2 separate regions of the Gossypium hirsutum genome follow, and region 2 is linked to region 1. The links are chromatin contacts, called in public Hi-C maps. All regions are on one chromosome and are shown on one strand. The core of a region is the stretch at or near the end of the contact, and the rest is flanking DNA. Distances in the headings are between cores, read along the strand shown.

What was found. A called contact is a pair of places that touch in the nucleus more often than the background predicts.
Region 2: a contact with region 1 is called in a Hi-C map of leaf, with 2.3 times the contacts expected there. The contact joins the promoter of LOC107954863 here to the promoter of LOC107954857 in region 1. A contact is called at or near these places in 3 of 34 Hi-C or Micro-C datasets (hypocotyl and leaf).

What each region holds. Positions count from the first base shown.
Region 1 is chrD07:49,496,009-49,500,992 of Gossypium_hirsutum_v2.1, reverse strand. It overlaps LOC107954857 (2-oxoglutarate-dependent dioxygenase DAO), which reads right to left and starts at 2,546. Exons shown (of 3, transcript XM_016890543.2): 1 at 1,885-2,546; 2 at 1,432-1,747; 3 at 1,009-1,352. The coding sequence starts at 2,219. The coding sequence ends at 1,110. LOC107954856 (probable U3 small nucleolar RNA-associated protein 7) reads right to left here. Exons shown (of 7, transcript XM_016890542.2): 7 at 4,027-4,984. The coding sequence ends at 4,408.
Region 2 is chrD07:49,777,856-49,782,839 of Gossypium_hirsutum_v2.1, reverse strand. LOC107954863 (60S ribosomal protein L27-3) reads right to left here and starts at 1,949. Exons shown (of 1, transcript XM_016890550.2): 1 at 1,298-1,949. The coding sequence starts at 1,871. The coding sequence ends at 1,464.

The sequences.
Region 1 (4,984 bases), core at 1,297-3,796:
GTATAAATAAGTGTTAACACTAGGGTAAGGATATGTGTCAATGTGCATGAGAATTTACCTACGATATTATATTCATAAACAGTAATCATATCATATAAATATAAAGTTTAACCCATTTGAAGGAGACACAAATAGCAATACTCAACAAGAATTCAAAATTTACAAAATATTTAATGAAATAATTGGATGAAGCCTTGAATTTAATTAAACCTACTTTTTTTTCCTGCTGCGTAATTTAGCCGCATTTATAAACAAATACAAGATTAACAAACTTGTATGTAGCTTAGCTCACAAACAGTATGTCACTTTTTTAAAGGTCAATAGCAACAAAATCTGTTCAAATCTTGCCATGGAAAAATTACCATAAACATATAAGTGGGAATATATTTTACCTTTTCTATTAGGAAAAAAAAAAGATAAATTAATCCTTATACATTAGATCAAAGAACAAATTGATAATTCTATTAAAAAGTTCATCTATTTTTATTGTTAAAAGTTTTTCAAGGTCAATAGCGACAAAATATGTTCAAATCTTGCCACAATTTGCAATTTGCCCCTTCTACTCAAAAAATGAACAATTAATACCAATACATTAGATCAAAAAGTAAATTGATCATTCTAAGAAATTTATCCATTTCTACAACTAAAAATTGGTCATCGTATGTCAGCATGAAGTCCACATGACATACGACAAGTCACTATCTGGTTACACTTCAGTTTTTAACAATACAAATAAATAAAAATTTTAACAAAAAAGACTAATTTACTCTTTAATCTAATATACGTTAACTAATTTACCCATTTTTTTTATTAGAAGGAGCAAAATACAAAGTCATGATACTTTTACCTCTTGCCACATCTTAGAGATTTTAAGGCCAATCTGAAAATTTTAGGGCCAATTTCTCCGCAAAAATGCAAATCCGGAGGTTCAGGCAACCCCTTTGGCAATGGAATATACAGTCATTATATGTTGGAAATGAGTATGGATTATTTTTACTTTTTACTTCATTTCTAGGAAATTTAAATTCATGCTTTATTCATCAAACAAAGGGCAGAAGTGGAGGACTTTCATTACATTGCAATATGCTTTACACAATCTTTCTTTAAGATCAGGTATGTACAAGTGCAAGAGCCTCACCAGCTTGCAATTCCGTCGACAGCCGCAGCTTCCTGTACTCCTCGTACGTGAACGAGTTGTAAAGCCGCGGATGGTCCGAATCCACCAGCTCCGGTGGCGGATCCACCGCTTCCTCTTTCGGTCCCAAGAGGAACGTGGCGATCGACACTCTAGTTTTCGCCTCCTTGCATTGCACTCTATGCTTCACCGTGTGTAACCTTCCATTGCTCCATACCTGAATCAGAATCAACAACAAGATTACGACACGAGAATACACGAACTGCCACATCTAAAGAAAGGGATTATTAGCTCACCGTGGCCATATCCCCAAGATTGACAAGGAGGCTGCCAGGCAAGGGATCAACAGCTACAAATTCACCAGATTTGTCCATCACTTCAAGTCCACCAACATTCTCATCGTCTTGAAGTATTGTTAAGAAGCCAGAATCAGTGTGTAATTGAACCCCAGCCGAGCCTACAGATTGAGGGGTGAAATGGTACTTATTTATCCTAAATTGGCAAGGCCATTCCTTGCAGTAATCACCCTTCAATCCCATACTCTCTGCTATTTTTCCACCTATATCCATGATTACCTCATGAATTGCTTTAGCATACTTCGCTACTGTGTCTCTGGGTCAAAATAAATCAAACCGAAATTCATTTGAACATGTCGAATCATATGAACTTCAAATTGGGTATTCAAAATCTAAAATCGAACAAGAACAATCCCATGAAGACAAAATCAAAAAAAGGGGGGGGGGGCAGACCTTTGTGAAGGAGAGGCATCCAACTGAGAGCAGAAGGTATGAACAGCTTGGGAGGAGGCCATATCATAGAGACCCAAAGCTTCATAAAGAGGGTTTTTAGGACTGGGAGCCCAATAACCACTGCCGGCAATGACATCGACGTTGTTTTGCTTGATTTGGATGGGGAGGTCAAGCAATGATCTCACAACTTGCTTCATTTCCTGCATCAATTCAAAAGGGATGTTGTGGTTGACTACCCTGAAACAACCCCATTCTTCAGATGATCGCCTTAGTTTCTCATACTGTGCTGGAAAATCTGAAAGATCAATGGTTGGAATACTCTGGGTTTTATCCATTTTTTTTTCACTCACTTTCCTCTGCTTATTTCAATTCTTCATATGGGAACTGAAAATATTATGAGGGTATTAAGTATTGAATTCTTCACATGGCAGCTTATAATAAATTTTATGTAAGGGCATTAACTATTGTTGAGCCTTGGTTAATGCTGAAAGTGGGGGATTGAGCTAGAAGCAAGGGGACAGCTTTTAGCTTCTTCTTCCGACAAAGTGAGGCAATTTACCAAGAAAAAACAAGGAAATCCACGACATAGTGTTTGGATTGAAAGCAATGGCAAATCGGCAATGGTGTACAAAGATGGAGATGAGTCCAAAAACAAGAAAGATAATAATAATAATAATAATAATAATAATAATAATAATAATAATAATGGGTGTAAGTGCATGATCCAAAAATCAATCATGTTTTTTACGTTTCCGTTTTCTGGTAAGATAATTAGCCAAAACAATACGCAACTCAAAGATAAGAGTGAGTGTTTCAACAAAAGCCGTGTTTACCGGTATATTTGAAAGAAAAAAAAAATCAGACATTTCAATTAAGTGCCAGCCAGCAAACTGTTCCTTTTAGGAAATCAAATTCAAACATATAAATTTTTTATACAATATTTAAAATTATTTGTAACTCATCTAAAACTTTTAGATAAGAGAATAATACATTTTAATATATTTGAACTCAGGTTCTTTTAAAGTGACAATAGTATTGATGTCAATTAAGCTAAAGTTTAAGATTAATTTAACAATACTTTTTAAAAATACTTTTGGGCTAAAAAAAACCCACTTTTAACTAAAAGCTAAAACTTCTATTTTTGGTTAAAAAAGTATTTTTTCAAAACATTTTTTTTTGTCTCAATATCATTTTTGAAAAACTCAAAAACATTTTATTAAACAATATTTTTACTTAAAAGTACATTTTGTTCCAAATGTATTTTTGAGAAGTAATGCTAAACTGACTTTTAGTTTAACATTGCTTCTAAAAAATGATTTGAAGTCAAAAATACTTTTAGAGCCATAAACAATATTAAACAAGCAACTTTTAAATTCGACATTACTTTTGAAAAGTGTTTTTGAACCCAGTAGAAACAGTTTTTTTTAACTTTTACTTTTTGACAAAAGCATTTTTAAGAATAAAAAATAACTTTAACCCTTATAAAATATTTTATATAATATTTATATTATGTAATTATTTTACTATTAAAATTTATTTTAAATATATAATATTATATATTTAAATTTTTATTGATTATATTTTAAATATTAAAATATCATTTATATATTTAAATTAAATTTTATAAATAATTAATATTAATTGTTTAAAAAATATTTAAAATTTATATTTCATATATTAAAATATTAATAAATTATAATAAATTATTTTTTATATTCTTACTAAAATATCATATATTAACTAATTTGAACATTATTTAAATACATATTTATTACTTTATAACACCATGTCTAAAATAAACATTTTATTTCTGAAAAACACTTTTCAAGAATAATTTTCAAAATCACTTTTTAAAAAACCTTCTAAAAAACAATGCTAAACTAACCTTTTTTTTTATAAAAACTCTAATAATTCAGATTAATAGGCTATCAAATTAATTAAACTATCAATTTCTAATCTAATCAATTTATGTAATTTAATTAAATAAATTATAAAGGAATTATAAAAAATAATAATCGATTCAACCTGTTCATACCCATTCATAAATCATTCTGTTCAACCCTTATTCCAAATTATAGCCGGATCAGTCCGATGTTCTAAAAAGAGTGCCCTAACCTCGAAGCACTCGGGGAGACGTTAATATTGAACCACACAAACTCTATTTCAAACTATAATACTGAAACATAACTCAAATCCACCGCAAGAATGATATAAATACAATCTCAACTCAAAATGCCATGAAAAAAGTAAGAACAAATACCCTAAGCCAATTCTCAACACGAGATTTAAAAACCAGTTTTCTGGCATTCATTCTACAAAATAAAAGTTCCATGCTAAAAAACAACAAAATTAAGCAAATTCTAGCTTCCTTTTCTGTATGTATAGAACAGTGAGAATACAATTCAATGGTGCCTATCTCTACCTGGCTCCAATGCTTCTTTAGGTCAGATGAGCACAAAATTGTGGGAAAGACTAAAACAGGTTGATCTTCTAGAATGGCTAATGCAATCGTATCAAAGATAATTAAGTTGCTTTCTGACGAACAAACCGCTGTAAACTTTTCGGCATTTCAATTTCCGGATTGGTTTTCTGCTTCTTTCTAGACGTTTCATGTTCCTGTATTTGTTGTTCCAAGAGTGGTTTCTTGGCTCTTTCAATCATCTCTTGTCTCTTCTTTGCTCTCTTACTCGGCTTGTTCCTTCCCTTTGTTTTCTTTTTAAAGTCGGTATCCTTTGCAGTTTCAATGGCAGCATCCATTTCAGCTTCTATCTCCTTCTTTGTTGGCTTCTCTTTCTTTTGTGGTGCTCTCACTGTACCAACCTTGGTTGGATCCAACATTACTGTTTCGGGTGGAAGCTTGTCAAGCAGAGAGTGCACTTCCTTCTCTCGCCTCTGTTTAGATGTTTCGAATGGGTTTGCCACCCAAGAATCAAAGTTGGGTTCCCCAGATCCTGGAATAAGAATACTAGACCAACCCATGGAGTGTCCTATCCCCAAAACATCTTCATATGGTCGAAACAAAACTTTCCCTACCTGGTAACCTTTAGCCATAGAATGAGTCATATAACTATTATAATTCTGAGATCCAGAAAAATCAGCT
Region 2 (4,984 bases), core at 700-3,199, 280 kb before region 1:
CTAATTTTGACATTGCAGTTATACATTGAAAAAGGAATTACTATCAACTTCAAAATCTTAATAAAAAAGTTATAATTGGTGTGAAATGGCAGAAAAGTATCATCTCTCCCTTTATTTATAATTTTTATAATGTAACTTTAAATAGATGTGAAGCCCTAAGCAAATCATTGCTAATCCAAACCCATATAATGTGTAAAATTAAATAATTGCCATCTAGTCCAAAAAAGATGAATCAAATGTACAACATAAAACACAAAATTGATAATGGTGAAAACCAACTAACTGGTAGGAAAGGTGGCTGTTCACCCTCAAAAGGCAGAGAACCATCGACGGTAGCAGGACAGTTGCAAATGTTATAGGGAAGGAGAGCAAGTTGAAAGGTAGAGGATATATTGGAATGGAATGGCCCCTCGTTAGAAGAATGAGAGGACTTACATAAAAAAGATAGAGGAGATGTCATGTTCAATGTTTAACTGATGACAAGGTCACATCTTGTTGTCCCTTTATACAGGCTGCAACATGACCACGTGGGTCGAAAATGAGACATTATAAGGCAGCTTAGCAATCAATGAGCGTGAGGCCAAGTACTCTTGACGAAGGTAGTCCATGGGCGGCATGGTGTTCTAGGGGTGACATGTAGAGCCATTTCCGGAGGTGGTATAACAAATACGAACACTACTTTAAACCCAAAGGAACAATGCAGGGTAAAAAAATCCAAGTAGATCAGATTCTGAAAACTAGAACTGTAAAACACTGCTTTTTAGAATATTGCCTACTATTTGCTTGACTTGCATGAACTTTCCTCTAAGTGGTGGTCGTGTAACGAGTGCATAATGTTCACTGCAACGCTCGTTATACGAGTAAACTATAGGTAACAAACCTCTGTGCACTGGAATTGCACGGCAAGCCCTCCAATATGGATTATGATTCCAATTTCAATAAGCCCCACTCCGCCACCTCAAGCTTCCGATAGTCAAACACAAGCACATGTTGCTCACTTCAACTAAGAATCAAATAGTTTGTATAATGGATAAACCCTAAACTAAAAGCTTAATCTCTCGATCAATGCAGATTTACAGAAACAGCGATAACCAAGAAAAGCCACATCCAAGCATATTCAAAATGCAGTAAAGCATACCCATTTCTTGGGTTAGCTAAAACATTCAAAAATCCAAAAATAAATCAATGACAGTGATGACATTATAATAGGTTCAAACATTAAAAGATTCAATTCACAACCTCCATTGATCTACAGATCTACGTTAAGACAATATGATAAATTATAAAGGACACAAAATAGTTCAAAAGCTTAAACTTCTTATAGAAATGAGCAAATCACGTTCCATAAAATAACAAAAATAATAACCCAGAAATATCTTATCCAAACAGATTCAAAATCCGTCATTAAATTCAAAATTGTTCGATAAAACTACTTAAGCATAAAACATGTTCCAATAAAACACTTAAAACCTGAGCTTAGTAAAGAACCACCTGTTTTTCCCAGTCTTGAACCTCTCTTCAAACCTCTCCTTAGTTGCCTTACAAGCGGCCACTTTCTTGTCCTTGGTCTGGAGAGCATCGACGGTAACCACGTCTTTCAAGTCCACGTCGAGGGTGTAGCGCGTGGGCATCAGGTGCTGGTAATTGACGAGCTTGATGAAGCACTTGACGCGTGACTTCTTGGCGGTTTTCTTCGCGGAGTCCTTGCGGATAACCTTGCTCGGATACTTCTTTATCCCTGCAACCAAACAATGGCCATAGGCGCGGTCACGTGTGCCATCGTCGAAAGATCTGACAATGACGGCTTTGCGGCCGGCGTATCGACCCTGGAGGACGATAACTGCCTTGTTCGGTTTAAGAAACTTCACCATGGCGATGGCGGCAGCTGCGGCTCTGATTCTCTTCTCCCAAAAACCCTAAGTAAAGAAACAAGGAAAAAGGGAAATGGGGTAATATATAGTGCGAGTTGATTGAAACCCTAGAAGTTTCGGAATCTTGGTGGGCTGGGCTTAAATTTGTGATTTGGTGCCCTTAATTTTTTCGGTCAGAGTGATGGGTCTAATTAGGTCCAATAATTTCGCATGCATTTTGTATGCGTATCAATTTGATTAGGTCCGAACAAAGATAAAAGGAGGTTATACAATATCGATTTTTAAATTAAAATTTTTAAATAATTTAATGATTATTTTGTAATTTTTTTGAAGTTAAGTGATTAAAATCTAAATTTATTAATAATTTAGTAACTTTTGATTTAGTTTACCTTAAATATTTATATATTAATAATTTGTGTTTTATGATATAGTTCGATGTGTTTTTATCAGATTTTTTTTATTTGAATAGTATGATAACGATACTCAAAATAGTATAAGTTTAAGATTATTTATTAAGATAAAATGAAAACTACAATGAAAGTGAAAGTTGCACAAGCTACCTGCGAAACTTAAATATGTGCATGGATTCCTGAGTTATCATGTGCGGTTACCATATATAGGTTTTAGTTCAGGTAGTCTAACTCATCAATTTTAGTTTAAAATGTATCAATTTTTAGTATAATCATTATTATCACTAAGTATGCATATAGCACTAGTTTAGAACATAATTTATTTTGAATTTTAATTATTAATGTCATGTCAGATTATAACTTGCAAAACAAATAAATTTTAAAATTTAATTATGTCATGAATATTTTATATATATAAGTTGTGAATTTTTTTTGAAAGAATATAAGTTGTAATTAAAATTTAATACTAAGGATTTAGTACATATAAAATGAATATATTATGTATGATTTTTTTTGCACTTGTAAAAAGTTGTTATTAAGTTTGTAAATATTATAGTTATATGAAATAATTAGATCAAAAGTACAATTAAAGCTATTAAATAACAAACTTAACCATATGGTGTAATTTACGACATAAAACTTTATGCAACTTACATACATATGATATGATACTATCCAAAATTAATTTTGTGAATATTATAAGTTCACCGCAATTTTTAAGTTTGGATTTAGCTCGATCTAAAAAATGAGTTTAAGTTTTTATTCAAGTTCGATTCAAATAAAAATATTAAAATTCAGATTTGATTTATATTAAATTTTTAAAATTTTATTTTATTTATATAAACTTCTTTTAAAAATATAATAAACCAAATAAACTAAAAATATTAAAATAAATATTTCACGAAAAATTGAAAATAAATTTTAAAAAAAGTTTTTATACTTAAATAACACTCAGATAAGTTCAACTTAACAAGCAAATGCCTCTAAAATAGTAGTAAAATTAACAATAAAATAAGTGTTATACAATATTCAAACATTAACAACAAAATAGTAGCAAGATAATAGTGAAATGGTAGCACAATAGTGGCAAAAAAGTGGAAAAACATTAGCAAAACATGGAAAAATATTAGGGTTTTTTATTGAAAATTCGAGTTGGGCCAGGCCTGGACAAAAAATTTTACTTGAGGCTCAGCCCGTTTTCTAAATGGGCTTTGTTTTTTTGCCCAAGTCTATTTTTTAAGTCATACTTTTACTCAAACCGTTTCATTTTTTGAGCAAACTTTTGAACCGAACTGGACAACTCTACATACAACATAAAATTTCATGTGACGTACATAGATATAAATTATAACATGGTCACTAATTAATTAAATTAGTTTGCATTTAAAAACTCAAATAAAATATATGATGAGACATTATAAATATAGGATTTTATTTAATTAAATCTTCCACTGGGTTTCTAGCGAAGGTGAGACATTGGTCAATGATCGGAGGTATTTGGTGTTAGGAGGGAGACAATAATATTTGAGAAAATATTTGAAATATTATACATGAGTTTTTATGTAACATGAGTAAATAATAATATCACATATTATCATTAAATAAAATAAACAGTAGTAAAAGATTTATAAATAAATACTAATAATTTTATTTAAATATAATTGAAAATAGTGGAGTGGATTTATTTATACGCGTGTAAAATGTAAATCTAAAGTAGTTTTACACCTATTATTATATTTTTATACGTTTAATATTTTAACTATCAAACCATTGAACTTATCAATATAATTGTACTTGTCATGCATGTAAGTTTTCAAATTGATTCGCATCTCTATCAGACCAATCTAAAATATTGTATATATTGATATTTATTGAACGATTGACACTTTTTTACATAAAAACAAATAGTTGGAAAATTTAATTTACGTCAAGTTTGACATACATAATCTATATGAATGAAATATGAAATATGACAGTTAAATCATTAAAATATTAAGCGTGCAAAAAATTTAAAATTATTTAATTTTACTTTTATATGGGTGTTACATAAATGTATCCCTTTCTAAAAATAATTATTTGATATATTAAATAAAAATAATTATTTGATACGTTAATGATTATTTTTTTAATTTTACAATAGGATTAAGAAACTTTAAAAAGAGATTATTAATATTATTGCATCAACAAAGTGTAGTCATATGCATAAATCATTATATTATAATAAAAAATATTAAACTGAAATCATGATAGTTTCTTAGTATTGTTTATGAAATTTAAAAAAAATTAAATTAACAGATGTTTGTGAAGAGATTAAATGTATCGTTAGACAATTTTTGTAGGAACTGCTAATGGTAGGAAGAAAATGTCTTTGATTGATTGGAATTCTGTCTGTCAACCCTGGAGGTTTATGATTCAGACATTTGAGGAACCAAAACACTTCATTCCTATTAAAATTAGGGTTTAATTTAGTTTCAAAGGATGATGCGTTTTGGGTTCGAGTTCTCTGGTCAAAATATGGGATGAAGGAGAGACTACCTGTGCGTATATTGCGTGGGAATTGTTCCTTTATTTGGAGAGCTATTACCAAAGTATGGCCTTTATTACGTGAAAATTTATTTTGGTCAATGAGGAATGAGAATTCTATTTCATGTTGGAAGGATCATTGAATTCCAAACATAGGACCGTTGTTTAATCACATGTCTG